Linked DNA regions of Anas platyrhynchos: regions 2 and 3 are each linked to region 1. Evidence: chromatin contacts called from public Hi-C data. All regions are on one chromosome and are shown on one strand. Each heading gives the region's core, a stretch centred on a gene start, on an enhancer-like site or on the middle of the called end of the contact. The rest is flanking DNA. Distances are from core to core; before and after follow the strand shown. Region 1 overlaps NCOA1 (nuclear receptor coactivator 1). Region 2 overlaps NCOA1 (nuclear receptor coactivator 1). Region 3 overlaps NCOA1 (nuclear receptor coactivator 1).

Region 1 (4,264 bases), core at 1,185-3,684:
CTCATGAGCAGATAAGACAGCTCACTTTACTGGAACAAAGTTAATATTTTTTGTTGTTGTTGTTGTTGCCTTCTCGGTTGTGTAAAATTATTCTTTCCAAACGCAGCGATTGTTTTTCTGACCTTTTAATTTGCGACAGCGGCCTGGCAAAGCCGATCGAGCCCTCTTGCAAAACGGCTCCGCTCCCCCTTGTCTCCACTTGGTGTTGGGTATAAATCAGGCAGCAGCACGTGAAAAAGGAGATGAGGAGAAGAAGAGGCCTGCCAGATGCTCGAAAACGTTTGCAAGTTTTTAAGCAAAATCGAATTTGAAGGGCACCTGAAAGTGAGTACGTTTTTTTTGGGGGGGAAGGTAGTGAGAGTTAGCATTGCCTTGAAACTGTTGTCTGAGCATCCTCACTCCAGGGAGGTTAAAAACAGCTAAAAAGGAGGCTTTTGCACTGGCCCAACAGCTTCAGAGTGTGGAGGAGCTGCAAAAAAAAGCTTTGGTGCAGCATCTTCCTCGCAGGCAGGCTGCTCTCCTCTCTCCTGGTGTCCTCACTACGCGTAGCACGGCACTGAGCAACAAGGAAGTACACGAGGGATTTTGCCAACACGCCACCAACAGTAAATCCTTCTCAGCTCCTCCCTGCTGGCTTTTTATGGCAGGGTGGCGTTTATTCGCTAGGAAATATTAGTGAGATATTTAAATGCAAAGGTGCCAGGCACTCCTGTCTGTTTTTAACCACATTTACAAATGCGCGGTGCAATCTGTTGATTTACATCGGGTGTTTCAATGCCTGTGCTTTGTTGGGTTGCAGAATTGGGGGAAAAAGTGAAAATGTGGCTGGTTTTAAAACCTCACTTCGAGCTTTTCAGGGGAAGGTGTCAATAACGTGAGCAAGAAACGCTGAGCGCAGGATTTTGGAGGAAAACAGAAGAGCAAAGATCACCAGTCAGTGCGAGCTTTATTGAAAGGACTTTTTTTTAAAAAATGTTGGAAATCTCTAAATGCATGTTGCTACTAATTAAAAGGCTTTCTGATGAGGGGGAAAATACCCAGTGCAGTTGATGTACGTAACCTATGGATACTTCCTTCCTTTACCTGTCCTCCAGGTATCTTTATATCTTCAGCTGAAAGCTCGTGCCTAATACCACTTGTAAGTGACTTTTATCATTGCCTCGAGGTGTTGTGCTCTGGGAAGGAGAGCCAAGATTCAGCTCTTTTCACTCATTTCTGCCCTTCCCGGGCTGCTGGCAGCGGGACGGCCGCTTCTCCTGCTCCTGGGCTGCCGTGGACTCGTGGAGAGCAGCCCTGCAGCCTCCCCGACCTGAGCAATCTTCGCAGAATCACATAAAAGAGGTTTTTGGCTCCCTGGTTTCTTTTGCCTCATGGTCTGAGGTGCCTGGCCCCTACATTTTTCTCTTAAGCTGGGTTTTTACAGGTGGCAGTGCAGTCACCTCCAATCTTCTCCCTAAAAACCGACTGCGCCACGCTGCTGTGACCTCTCACCACGAACACTTTTGGGTCTTTCAGCATCCTTTCAACAGCCTGCGTTGTAATTCGGGAACCTCCCTGGTTTCGCTGCTGTGCCAGGGGCAGGGCAACGCAGCCCCCGAGGTCTTTGTTCCCAAATTCCTGCTTTGCAGTGCTGTTTGCTCTTCTCAGGGTGGAATTAAGGGATCTGCAGCGATGGGAGCTCGGTTCTGTGAGTGCAGCCTCCAAGAGGACCCAGGAACTGCAGGACACTCGCCCAGCTCTGCTCGTTTAACAGGACTCTCAGCCAGAGATGATTTCTGTCTTATTTAGCAACCACTGGGGGATTTTTGCTCCGTGGCATGTCCAGTCCCCCCCCCTTTGAGCTCGCACAGCCTCTCGGCGTGCACAACATCCTGTGGCGAGGAGCTCGAGCACCGCGCTGGCTCGTGGGCGAAGAAACCTCCGTCTCTGCTTTGGTTTTTGGACTCGCCACCTGCTGCTTTCAGTTGTCACTCCCTCGCTGCACCAAGCAGGCTGCTACTGACTTGATCTGCTGCTGCTGCCTCCCTCCCCTGGCTTTTGGAAGGTTTTCTGTTCCTAGATGCAAGTTTGCAGTCGTTGATCAGGACATGCAACGTCTTCGCTTGTAGTCGGCGCGGTGGAAGATGCAGATCTGGAGTCGGCGTGAGCTTGAGTTTTGCTTGTGACCTGCAGGGAAATGAGTAATGTAGGGCACGAGAACCGATCCTGCTGGGATTTCAGCACGAGCACGTGATTGATGATGATCTAGTTAGCTTTTATGACTTGTCGCCTGGCCAATTATTAATCTATTTAATATATCCCGTGTTATGTAATGCGATTCCAGTGACTTGAGAAATCGTACCCTGCAAAGTTCAATCATTTACAGAACTCCAAGTACGTTGCATCAGAGCTGCTAGGGTTTGCAGGCGACCTTGTAATCCTGGCGAAAACACCCCCACGAGTGATCTGTGCTGATAGCCATCAGCTATTTGCTTCCTCTGATTCCTGCTCGGGGCTTACAGCGGCAGCGTGTCCCTCGTCTGCGTGGGGTGTGAGCTGGGCTGCTCGCTCGCTCGCCCTCCTGGTGCTTCAAATATTGGCCCAGCAGCGTTTCCTTCAATATTCTCCAAGTTAAAACTGGCTGAAAAGTCAGATAAATGGTGCTCGGGGTGAAGATCTCTAGGATCCAGGTGAAGATCTCTTGCTTTAAAATGCCCTGCGTCGATAGCTGTCGTTTCCCAGCTGCCTGAAATGCTGCTCGGAGTAGGAAACGTCTCTGTATCATCCTGCAGCTCGCCTATACCTTTCTTAATTAACAAATATAATATTTGGGGCATTCTTCTGCCGTTCCTGTGATATTGCTGGTGGCTGCTCTGGTCCCGTGCAGTGACTGTGCTCAGCCCCTGCCTGAATTCCCTGTTTGTAGGTAATGGGGATACCTCGGGGTGCTCAAACCTACAAATACTGTGTTCTTCTTGTGCCTTTCGGCTTCTCTTGCTCTTTTGTATCACATCATTTCTGATGTATTTTAATATGCCAACAGTTTATTTGCTCTTCTTTCCATTTTTCCATGTTTCTTCTTTCCATTTCATATATATATATAAATATTCTATATAATATAATTCTAATAATGCATTATATAACATATTATATAATAATAATATATAATATATAATTCCAAAATATATTTTTTATATACTCTGCTAGTTGCTTTCTTTTCCATCAGGGCCAGCTTGGGGTGAGTAGTTCATTTTTTTAAAACACACCCAATTGCCCTTTTTAGCACCGGGAGCCAAATCCCCCCCTGCCACACACCTCACCCCGAGATTCTGCAAACACGTACTCACCGTTGCCATCAGTATTTATATTTTTCCTGGTTTTAACCCTCCCTCCTTCGCATCATCCCATCTCGTTGTCCGAAGGGAGGTGAGTGCAGCCCTCCCGGCACGCTGAGGGTGGGGGATGTTGCTTTAGGTTTATTTGGTGGAAGTGATCACAACAACCACAGCCTCTCCCGACTTCTAGCTTTCATCCCAATCCCCGTGTCAGCTCAGGAGCTGTCATGGATGGCATTAAGATGCTTTTTCTTCCTCTTCTGGACCTTTGTGCCCATTCCTGTGCCTGTGTGTACAGAGTGGGAGCATCAGGAGCATCCCTAATCCTTGGGCTGTGCCTTTTGGGGTGCAGATCCCTGCGTTTCCTGAGCTGTTCCTTGGAGATGCTGCTGGTTTTGGACTCCCTCCTTTTGCCTTCCCTGATTTTGCATGGATAAATCATAACGAGTGACTTACAGCAGTTGTACTGCTAACGATGGCTGCGTTATTAAGATCTAAGAATGGGAGAGAGAGAAAAAAAGGGAACAGGCACGTCCTGGAAGTAATTCCTCGCCCTAACGTGGGCTCTGGATGTGGCGGTTCCTTGGGGACCAAACCTGATCCCCCTGGTCCCTCCTCCCGTCCCATGCCTGGCCCCGCAGCCTGGCCCTCTGTGTGTGTCCGACCCTGGGCTGAACCAGCGAGGAAAAAAACCCACAAAGTAAGGCAATTAAAACAAAAAGGGTTTGCTGCCAGCCCCGCGTGCTGAGCTGCGATGCCTGGGCACCTCCACGGGCACCTCCGTGGGGTGACGGCAGAGGAGACCCCGCAACTACACGCCTGGGTTTCCTATCAGCCCTTAGGTGGCTCAGGCTGATGAAGATTAATTTTTGGCCGCTAGAAATAAAACTTAAAAGCAGTGGTGTGACTTGTCTTGGTGGTGGCCGGCTAGATCAGATGGAGCCTGCAGC
Region 2 (4,264 bases), core at 1,071-3,570, 55 kb after region 1:
CAAACTCTGGGCGTGTTTTCTGTCAGTTATAGCTCTACATGGCATGGTAGGCAATAAGTGCAAAGGCTACAGGGTTCCAGTAGAATAAGGGAGAGAAATATTAAGTGCTTTTCTGAGGATTTCAGTTTATTGCAGTTTTTCATCGTCACGTCTCTCCTCCGTAGGGTTTGCACACCTCACAAAGCCTCTGTAGCTCATGGCTTATCCGTGCCATTAAAACAAGAAGTAATTGCAGAACACATTTTGATAGCCCTTGAGGTATCTGCCTTATTCCTAACAAATGCTGTAGCCATCACGTGAGCCGTTTCCCATTTCTGGCTGAGTCACTGGAGTCGGTGCCTGTTTGAGTCAGAGCTCTGCAGCCCTCGCTGCTGGCTCCAGGCTGCTCTCAGGGCTGGTCCCCACCCCAGGATGAAGCCCCCGTGCTTCGAGTCCCCACAGCTCTGCCATGGGGAGCAAGGTGGGCTCGCACCCCCCTCCTGGAGGACCTGCTCTAGATACACGGGCACACACACCTGGCCTTGCTTTGTCTGGTCTGCCTTTGGGAAACGAGGCTCGTGTTTGCTTTTCACACCACTAAGCGCCCCGAGAAGAGACATCAGAAAGTTTTCCAGATGTGCAGGGCGAGGAACAAACTGATCGTAGAGAAGTAGGGACTTTGGGATGAAGGATTCTCCTTCCTCATCCAAGCACAATTCTTCACACGCACGAAGCACCCAAAAGTCTTCGTAGAAGCTCGAAGCCACCAAGCAGCAAGCAGTAGAGCTGAAGCACGTGAGCAAGACCAAGAAGTCCTCCCCTGTGCTGTTTTTTGCTTTCTTTAGGAAAGGAAATCTCCCAGCTCGCAGTGGCACAGGGCAGGGACCTCGTCCTCCCGAAGTCCCGCAGACTGCCCACAGTCCCTTCATAACGTGGTCTGGAGCAAAGCGAACTTCAAACCTCCTTTGTTAAAACCGGGAAGGTTTAACTGTTGCTTTTGATGATAATTCGGAGTCATAAAGAACAGCCCACTGCTGTAATATTCTCATGATGCCTTTATGTAAGGAAAATTGGCCAATTCTCCCTCCTACAATTCGAAAGTTGCCACAGCAACAGCGACATTAAGGGTTTTCATGAAATGAGCTCACCCACAACAGAGGGATTTTTTTTTATTATTATTTTTTTTTTTTCCCCCTGCTATTTCTTTTCGGTTCGCGGGGCGAGCTAGGAATTAATTTGACCTTAACTAAAATACTCATCCGGCTCCTGCAAGGAGCATTTGCCTGCCCGTGGCTGGGTAGATCCTGAGTGCTTGGTGGCGTGCCTCCGGCTCGGCGCGCCGCTTCGCTCGGGCTTTGCAGTGGGTTCGCTCGCTTTTCCTTCACTTCTGCCTCTCCGCTTAGGGATTCTTCTCCTGTTGGCACCTTGCCTCGCTTCTCTTTTTGGTAATATCCAAGAAAAAAAAAAAAAACGAAAGCGCTGCTGGCCTCTTTACAGCACGTTCGTGGTGGCAACGGGAGCAGCGCGTTCGGTAGGAGTGAGGAGGGGGCAAGGTGACACTTTTCGGGTAGACCCATCCCTTCCACATCCATCCCAGTCCCTGCCAAGGGCATTAGGTCCCTCGAGGACGTGTGATGGGGTAGGGCTTGGTGCTTTCCACGTTGTAAATGGGTCACTTTGCAAAGCTCGCCTTGCTCTGCAGTGCTGCCTGCGCTGATGCCCACGTCCAAGAGGCTGAGGTCGTGGCGGGGACCCACTGCTGGTGCACCGCTTGGGAATGCAGCCTGCCCCGTGACCCTGGAGCTGGCCAGGCTCCCTGAAAGCCCTTGAAAGCCGCAGGATTGGGAAGCAAAAGCTCCTGAGGTCACTGCAGGGGAGCTTCCAGGTGTCCCCCCCATGGAAAGTCTTCACCGTGGGCTCCACAAGGCCGGTGACCCGAGCAGAAACGCAGCTCGTGTCCTCCTCACCCTGCAGCTGGCTTTGCCTTGTGGATGATAATTCTTTTCTTTTGTGGTTCTGCTGCTCTGCTGAGTGCCCTGAGTGCAAACCGTTTCTCTTGCCCCCCTTGGCAGTCGTGCCAAGGGGAGGAAGAGGCCGAGGTGCTGTAGGAGGTGATGGGAGGCTCCCCGTGGCCTGCAGTCTTCAGATATTTTCACCTGAGAACAACTTCAAGCAACAGCAAAATACCCGAGGGGCAGAGCCTGCCTGTGAGGCCTGGATATTGAGCTAATTAAATGGCTGGAATTAAGGAAGAATAAGGAAACTACCACGTAGGCTACACAAGGAGCTCCTGGGAGGGGAGGGCTGGTGTTGTCTCTCTGATTTTGGACAGCTGTGATTACCCAGAGTTATCAGGGGATTTTCAAGGTCCTGATGCCTTGCTCTCGCTACGCACCCCTGTTGGCAGATAAAACAAAGCAAACCTCTTTGCAAAGCCTCCAGCTGCTAGCAGAGCTCGTTTCATCCCAGAGCACACATCAGAGCCCATCCGTGATGGGATCCAAATTCCCTCTGGAACTGGGTTTTTGATTAAGCTGGGGTAATAGCATTTTCTGGCAATGCTCCACGCCCCCTTCGTGGGGCAGAGGGGCTTTGGAGGACCTGCCTTGTCTTCTGGAAACTCTGCTCTGCCTTACGTGCGAAATCTTGGCCTCTTTGAGGCCAGAACCATCCCATCGTGCCACATGTACGTCATGTCGGCGTAACTTTCAGGCAGTAATTTCTAAGATAGCATCTTCCAGATAGTGCGTCCTGTGGAGCTTACAAGAAAGATTAGGTGGCTTATTGAAAAAAAAAACAAAAAAAATCAGATAAAAGGCATTGGTAGGTGGTATGGAGGGTGGCTTTAATGCCGGCCACGTTCTAGCACGTGAATAATTTGTCCTCAACCCTCAGAATGTAGAAACAGCGATGGGAGAGTGCTGGGGCTTCTGCACTGGCTTTGGGCTAAAAAAAAATAATAAAAAGCAGTTTTCAGTGCGTAAAAAAAGTTATCTCATGAATATTTTTCATCTCGCCCTTGTCCCTGTGACACGGTCGCTGTGATTTTCGCTTTGGTGATCTCTGGTGGATGTTGTTAGCCTCTAGGTGTGAATTTAGGATTTAACTTGGCGACAGCTGGAGGAGTGGCTTTAGAAAAACGAGAGGCTTAAATTGTAGGCTTAAAACTGACTTGGAGAGAAAGGCCTGGATGTTACAGGTCTGCTGGGCTGGGACACACGTGTCTTCCTTGGCGTTAATTTTGAATATTTTTCTACATATGAAACCAGACAAAGGCCTGAATGAACTCCCCAGTGTGTTGGAGCTTTTTGGCTTATAGCAAGGCCGTGACTGTGGCCAGCACTTGTATTTGTAGGTCCTTGCCTAGCATAGGTGTGGCTGGGCTGAGCAGCGGAGGGAAATCATTACCATGGCGTTGAATTTGTTTATTTTCTGTCGCAGCAATGAGAAGCGGCGTCGGGAACAGGAGAACAAATATTTAGAGGAGCTGGCGGAGCTGCTGTCTGCAAACATCGGGGACATCGACACCCTGAGTGTCAAACCAGACAAATGCAAGATCCTGAAGAAGACGGTTGACCAGATCCAGCAGATGAAGAGGTTGGAGCAAGGTAAGGCAGCAGCCTCCTGCCCTGGCTTGTCTCAAAGCTGGGGAGCCTTCTCCCGGTGCGTTGTGGACCCTAAATTGAGCAAATAATCAGGACTTCCATTTTCAGTTTTCCTTTTCCTGCTTTTATGAATGGGTTAAGATGAAAAGTGCTTTTTAGGGCCGCTGCTGAGCTCGTTGGAGGAGCCACCTTGGTGTCTGATGGTGCTTCTCACTGCAAGGTGGTGCCTGGCTCAGGGTTTGTGGTTTGTCCTGGGCTTATTTTGTAGATTACAACGAAGAGAAGCACGTGGTAAGCTTTCGGGACTGGTCCTATTCAGTACTTATCAGCAATGCTGCCATTAGGGTGAGCAGAAAACCCGTTTTCTAGCTGGGCTAAGGTGAAGGACAGCTGGGTCTGCCACGCGCTGCGTAAGATTTCGTGGAGAACCGTTTCCCCTTGTCAGATGTGTTTTCCTGCCAACACAACAGATCAGAGGGGCACGAAGCCACCTAGCGCCGGCGAACGCGGGCACTGCGAACGGCAAACAGAGAGGAGATGCTTGAGAGGCCGTGTAAAGGTTAAAATTCACCCCGAGCGTCAACTCACAAATTGAAATACGCAGGTCCAAAGGGCTCAAGCGACGCCCAGGAAAAGAGGCGAGGTGCGTTCAGGTGTGTGCGTGTCAGGGAGCAGGATTC
Region 3 (4,264 bases), core at 964-3,463, 35 kb before region 1:
GGGTGGTGCAGGAAAAGGGGCAGGAGGCGGTGATGTGCGAGCCCCTGGTGCTGTTTGAGCTCATCCAGCTCCTTGGGCTGGGGAGGATTCGCACGAGTGGCTCTGCTGGCAGGGCAGAGGTGTCGCAGGGAGTGTCTGAGAGCAGCCAGGGAGCCTTTAACCTCTCCCCTTGATGCAGCAGGACCCGAAATAATTCGTTTGTCTGTAGCTGTGATGTTAAAAATTCAGGCTCACTTGTGAGCACCGTCAAATTTTGCACCCAGAGCCTGGCGGGTGAGAGTCGGGCTGGCTCAGAACAGGTTTGTACCACGACAGCAGCGTCCCCGTGGGATGATGACCACCCGAAATGCCATCCCACACCAAAAGCTTCCAACCTAAAGCGCTCGGAGGCTTCCGAGCCCCGGCCTGAGCATCGAGGATGTGTCAGCGCTGCATGGTTTGCCTGCGCCCCTGTCATTTACAAAAGGCAGATCTGCTGAACTGGTTTGGAGGTTCTGTAAGCCTGAACTAATTTACCTGACGGGGAATGTAGGTTAGAAACTAGGCTTCGCTTGGCTTTGGGCTAGAGCCAACGCGCTCTGCGGGGAGAATGCAGGCTCGATAGCTTCTGCGCTGATCGTCCTGCGATGCTTTTCCTCCTCGCTCCCCTGAAAGACAGGTAGGCTCTCGTGCGGTTGACCCAGTTGCTTGGGAAGCAAGCCCAGCATATCTCGGCACCAGGAGCAGTGGGACGTTTCCCTTAGGGTGCCCTCGGGGGAGTTGGAAAAAGTCAGGATGTGGTTTTGGGGCTGGACCTTGGATGCGCTTGGAATGGAGGTGCTGCCCCGACAAGGTCGCCGTGCCCAAACGAGGTAGGTTTGTAAAGCAGCGTGGCTAAATCTTTGTGTGGATGCTCCTAAACCTCTTGAAACCCGGTTTAGTTTGTTCTGTGAGCTGAGGCAGGCTGTCCTGGTGGTCAATTTTAAACCAGCGTGTCCACGCTGAGGTTTGCCTTGTCTTAGATGCGAGTCAGAGCTGCAGGAAGGTGATCTAGGAAATGAAAACAGCGCAGGCAACATCTAAGTCAACAATTTGCTGGCTTGCCTTGGTGAGTGAACTCTCCGGTACCCATATTTTGCTCTAAAGATCTATAAATTGTCAGCTTACAGCTTCCACAGATGAGCGGAGTGGTTGTGGGATGCGTTGGCACCCTTCTGCAGAGGAAAAAGGGATCCGTAAGCACCAGGTCCTGCTCTAAACAAGTGTCAGAAATGTCCCAGTCGAGGCTGATGCTGCAGCTAGCTATTTTGAAACAAAAAAAATCATTAAAATGTCTATTTTTGAGCTATTTATGTGTATTCTGTGTTTATTTTGAACGATATGTCATGGAATATGCCATGAAACGAGCTGAGAACCGGGTTTCTTTGGATTCGGTTTTTGTTTTCCTTTTCCAATTTGACATCTGAAACTCCAAGGGTCTCCTTCTTTTGGGTTTGCAGCACGCAACGACCCGAAAAATAAAGCAGCATGGCAGGTGAGGCAAGAAGGCTTGGTTCTTGTATTCCTAGGATGAAAAGAGGGACGAGGGACTGTTGCAAAACCAAACAAATCAGCAGCTTTCCTACAGACGTGCAGCTCAGGCCTTGATTATGAACAGAGGGATGTGTTTAGAATCACAACACTGCTCTGAGTTTGAAAGGTATCGCACGGCCTCCAAATGGGGAGGTGTTGACAGCATTACACACCTAACATTAGTGTTTTCTCCTGTGCTGGCTTTGGGAAATAAGGGCCCCAAGAGCAGGGAAAGCTTCCAATCCCCAGCAAAGTGATCCATTCCCTGTCCAGGGATCTCAGAGTCGTGCTCGTTGTTTCAATAATAAATAAAAAATAAAGTTGATATTATAATTTTTCAGTGAAACCGCGCACCCGGGGCTTAAAAATGAAAACTGAAAATATTTTTCTCTCGTTTTTCCCCTTTTCTGTTGGCGTTGTATAACTCCTGGATTGAAGGAAATAGGAGAGGAAAGCCCTGGAGTTTTCAGACCATTAAATCAATTAAATTCATGTGTAAAGCGCACAAGAAATCTCACAGCTTGGACTCCTTAACTTCTCTTTCTTCTTATTTCTTGTAAACAGCATACTTCTAACCGATCCGCCCTCTCTTCTCTCCCCCAGAGCCTGTGTTTTGCTCTTAATCTGAGCCTTTACATCCAGTTTTATCAACACACTTCAAAGGTCTTGAAGAAGTTGAGAGATGAGCTTTTTACTGGAAGTGCTATTCAAGCCTCGGCCTTTGAAGTTCTTGTTTAAAAAAAGTCTGACTAACCTGCAAAGGAGTTTGACACATGCTTGTGACCAGTTCTTTTAAATCATACTGGAAAAATTGTGCCTGGAAATAAACAAGCCGGAGTTCAACCTGTTGTAGGCTGGGCGTGGGAGCTTCACCCCCTTTTTGTCTTTCTTGTGCTTCTCGGACGTGGTTGCTGACAAGGAGAGTCCTGGGTCTTACGGCTCGTTCTGTAAACAGCTGGCTGCTTCTTTCTCTTTTATGAGCGGAGATTTCCAAGCAGGATGAGTTCCCCAGGCTTTTCTTCCGTGCTCCCGACGCGCTCAGCGGAGAGGCAGAGAGCAGGCGAGTTTTAATGATGGGAGATGCCGCGTTAGGATTTCAGGCATGATAACTGGGCACTCTGGAAACATTTACAGGACAAACGTTTACAGTAGGAGCCGTGCTGCGTTCTCGTACGACTCCTAAATTCAGATTTAATAGCGAAGTGCTGCGTGCCCGAAACTGTTACGCGTGAAACTGGAGCGTTTACAAGGTGCTTGTATCTCAGCTTAGGTGAAGCTGAGCGCAAAGTCCCGGTGTTTATTGAGATGTAATCAGTCAGAAGCCTAATTGTCGGTAGGTAGAATTTCCTGGAGTGGATTCGAGGTATAAAATATCCCCGTTTGTGTCTCCAAACGTCATGATAAGGGTGCTGGTTCGCGGAAAAAGGGAGAGCTGGTGGTGAAGCACCGCGGTACGTACACCTCTGAGACTCCTGGGGTAGGAACAAGGACTTGAGCTAGCTCTGCCTCAGCAGCATGCAACTCGTGCTTTCTTTTATATGAAGGCTTTAATTTAAATTAAGGCTTGTGTTTGTACTGTCTGCAGGCTTTCTTGGTGCTCTCCCGTCTTTATTCTAGTGTCCACATGGTTATTTTTCAATAGAGGTTACTCTTAACTCTTCATAGTAAAAATATTCATATGTGAATTTTCTCTGGGTGTGTGAAATTGCATTCGTAGATTGATATTTTGTTGTAATCAAATCTTTTTTTTGCACACCAAAAGCAGTGGAAGCCGTGCTATCCCGGCACCTCTGACAGCTGGATTAATAGTCACGTCCTTAACCTTTAGAGCAGTTTGCCCAGACTCGACGATGTTGGCATCAAGTTCTGTTTTTTGAAGATGCAGTGGCGATAATCCCTTTGAAGGCCCAAAGTAAATAGAAGAAAAAGCTTTAATGAATTCAGAAATGTCATTGAAAATAGCATTTGGCCCGATTTTGCACTTTTATTGTTGTTGGAAAAGGAAACCGTACAGTATATACAAAGCTTGCTGTATGGAAAATAGCTCCATGGGAAGTGTAACTTAATCTAGTTTATTTTTCAAATTCAGTGAAAATGAAAAAAATAAACTACCTAAATTGTATTAATTAAGCCTGTTTCGATGTGACAATGTGATAATTTAATAGAGTTTCCTGGTACTTCTGTGGATGAAGTATGTTTAAATACGGCTTATAAAAAACAAAACAAAACAATTTGTTATTGCAGACTAGAACCAAAACCTGGGAAGTTTAAACAAAAAAAGCGATCTAGTTTGTAAAGCTGAACGTTTCTAAAGTTAGGAAAAACAGATGCAACTGTAATTATAATTTTGTAGCCACATGATATTTTTCCATAGATTCTCTGACTTATTCACTGTATGGGTTGGACCAGCAAAGTGGAACGGATTAAGGTTGCACAGATGATCATAAATCTGTTACTCTATAATTTTTAGTGCTCAGTTTTTTTTGCAACCTACTTAATTTTCTTCTAACGTTTTTAGATGATGAGCTGCTTCGTGCTGTTAATTTTTGATATGAACTGAGCGTCGCACGTGCGCTGGCTACATTTTCTAATGCCCCTGCAAGACAAAAAAAATAAATAAATCCTGGGTTTTGCTCCCATTTTCCAGGCGAATAAAACAGAATCATCGAAATTTAATAATTTACCCAAGTAGCAGGGTGTTCCTGAAAGGTAA

What was found. A called contact is a pair of places that touch in the nucleus more often than the background predicts.
Region 2: a contact with region 1 is called in a Hi-C map of liver, with 1.5 times the contacts expected there. The contact joins two enhancer-like sites. A contact is called at or near these places in 2 of 8 Hi-C or Micro-C datasets (liver and skeletal muscle).
Region 3: a contact with region 1 is called in a Hi-C map of liver, with 2.4 times the contacts expected there. The contact joins two enhancer-like sites. A contact is called at or near these places in 2 of 8 Hi-C or Micro-C datasets (liver and skeletal muscle).

What each region holds. Positions count from the first base shown.
Region 1 is chr3:119,188,042-119,192,305 of IASCAAS_PekinDuck_T2T, forward strand. The region is part of intron 1 of NCOA1 (nuclear receptor coactivator 1); the gene reads left to right. Among named protein-coding and RNA genes, the nearest start is that of NCOA1, 41 kb to the left of the region's middle. Within about 2 kb of position 2,435, at least 1 of the 8 cell types and tissues checked has an H3K27ac peak or open chromatin away from gene starts, as enhancers often do.
Region 2 is chr3:119,243,596-119,247,859 of IASCAAS_PekinDuck_T2T, forward strand. NCOA1 (nuclear receptor coactivator 1) reads left to right here. Exons shown (of 22, transcript XM_038177351.2): 4 at 3,421-3,587. Among named protein-coding and RNA genes, the nearest start is that of PTRHD1, 50 kb to the right of the region's middle. Within about 2 kb of position 2,321, at least 2 of the 8 cell types and tissues checked have an H3K27ac peak or open chromatin away from gene starts, as enhancers often do.
Region 3 is chr3:119,153,173-119,157,436 of IASCAAS_PekinDuck_T2T, forward strand. The region is part of intron 1 of NCOA1 (nuclear receptor coactivator 1); the gene reads left to right. Among named protein-coding and RNA genes, the nearest start is that of NCOA1, 5.8 kb to the left of the region's middle. Within about 2 kb of position 2,214, at least 1 of the 8 cell types and tissues checked has an H3K27ac peak or open chromatin away from gene starts, as enhancers often do.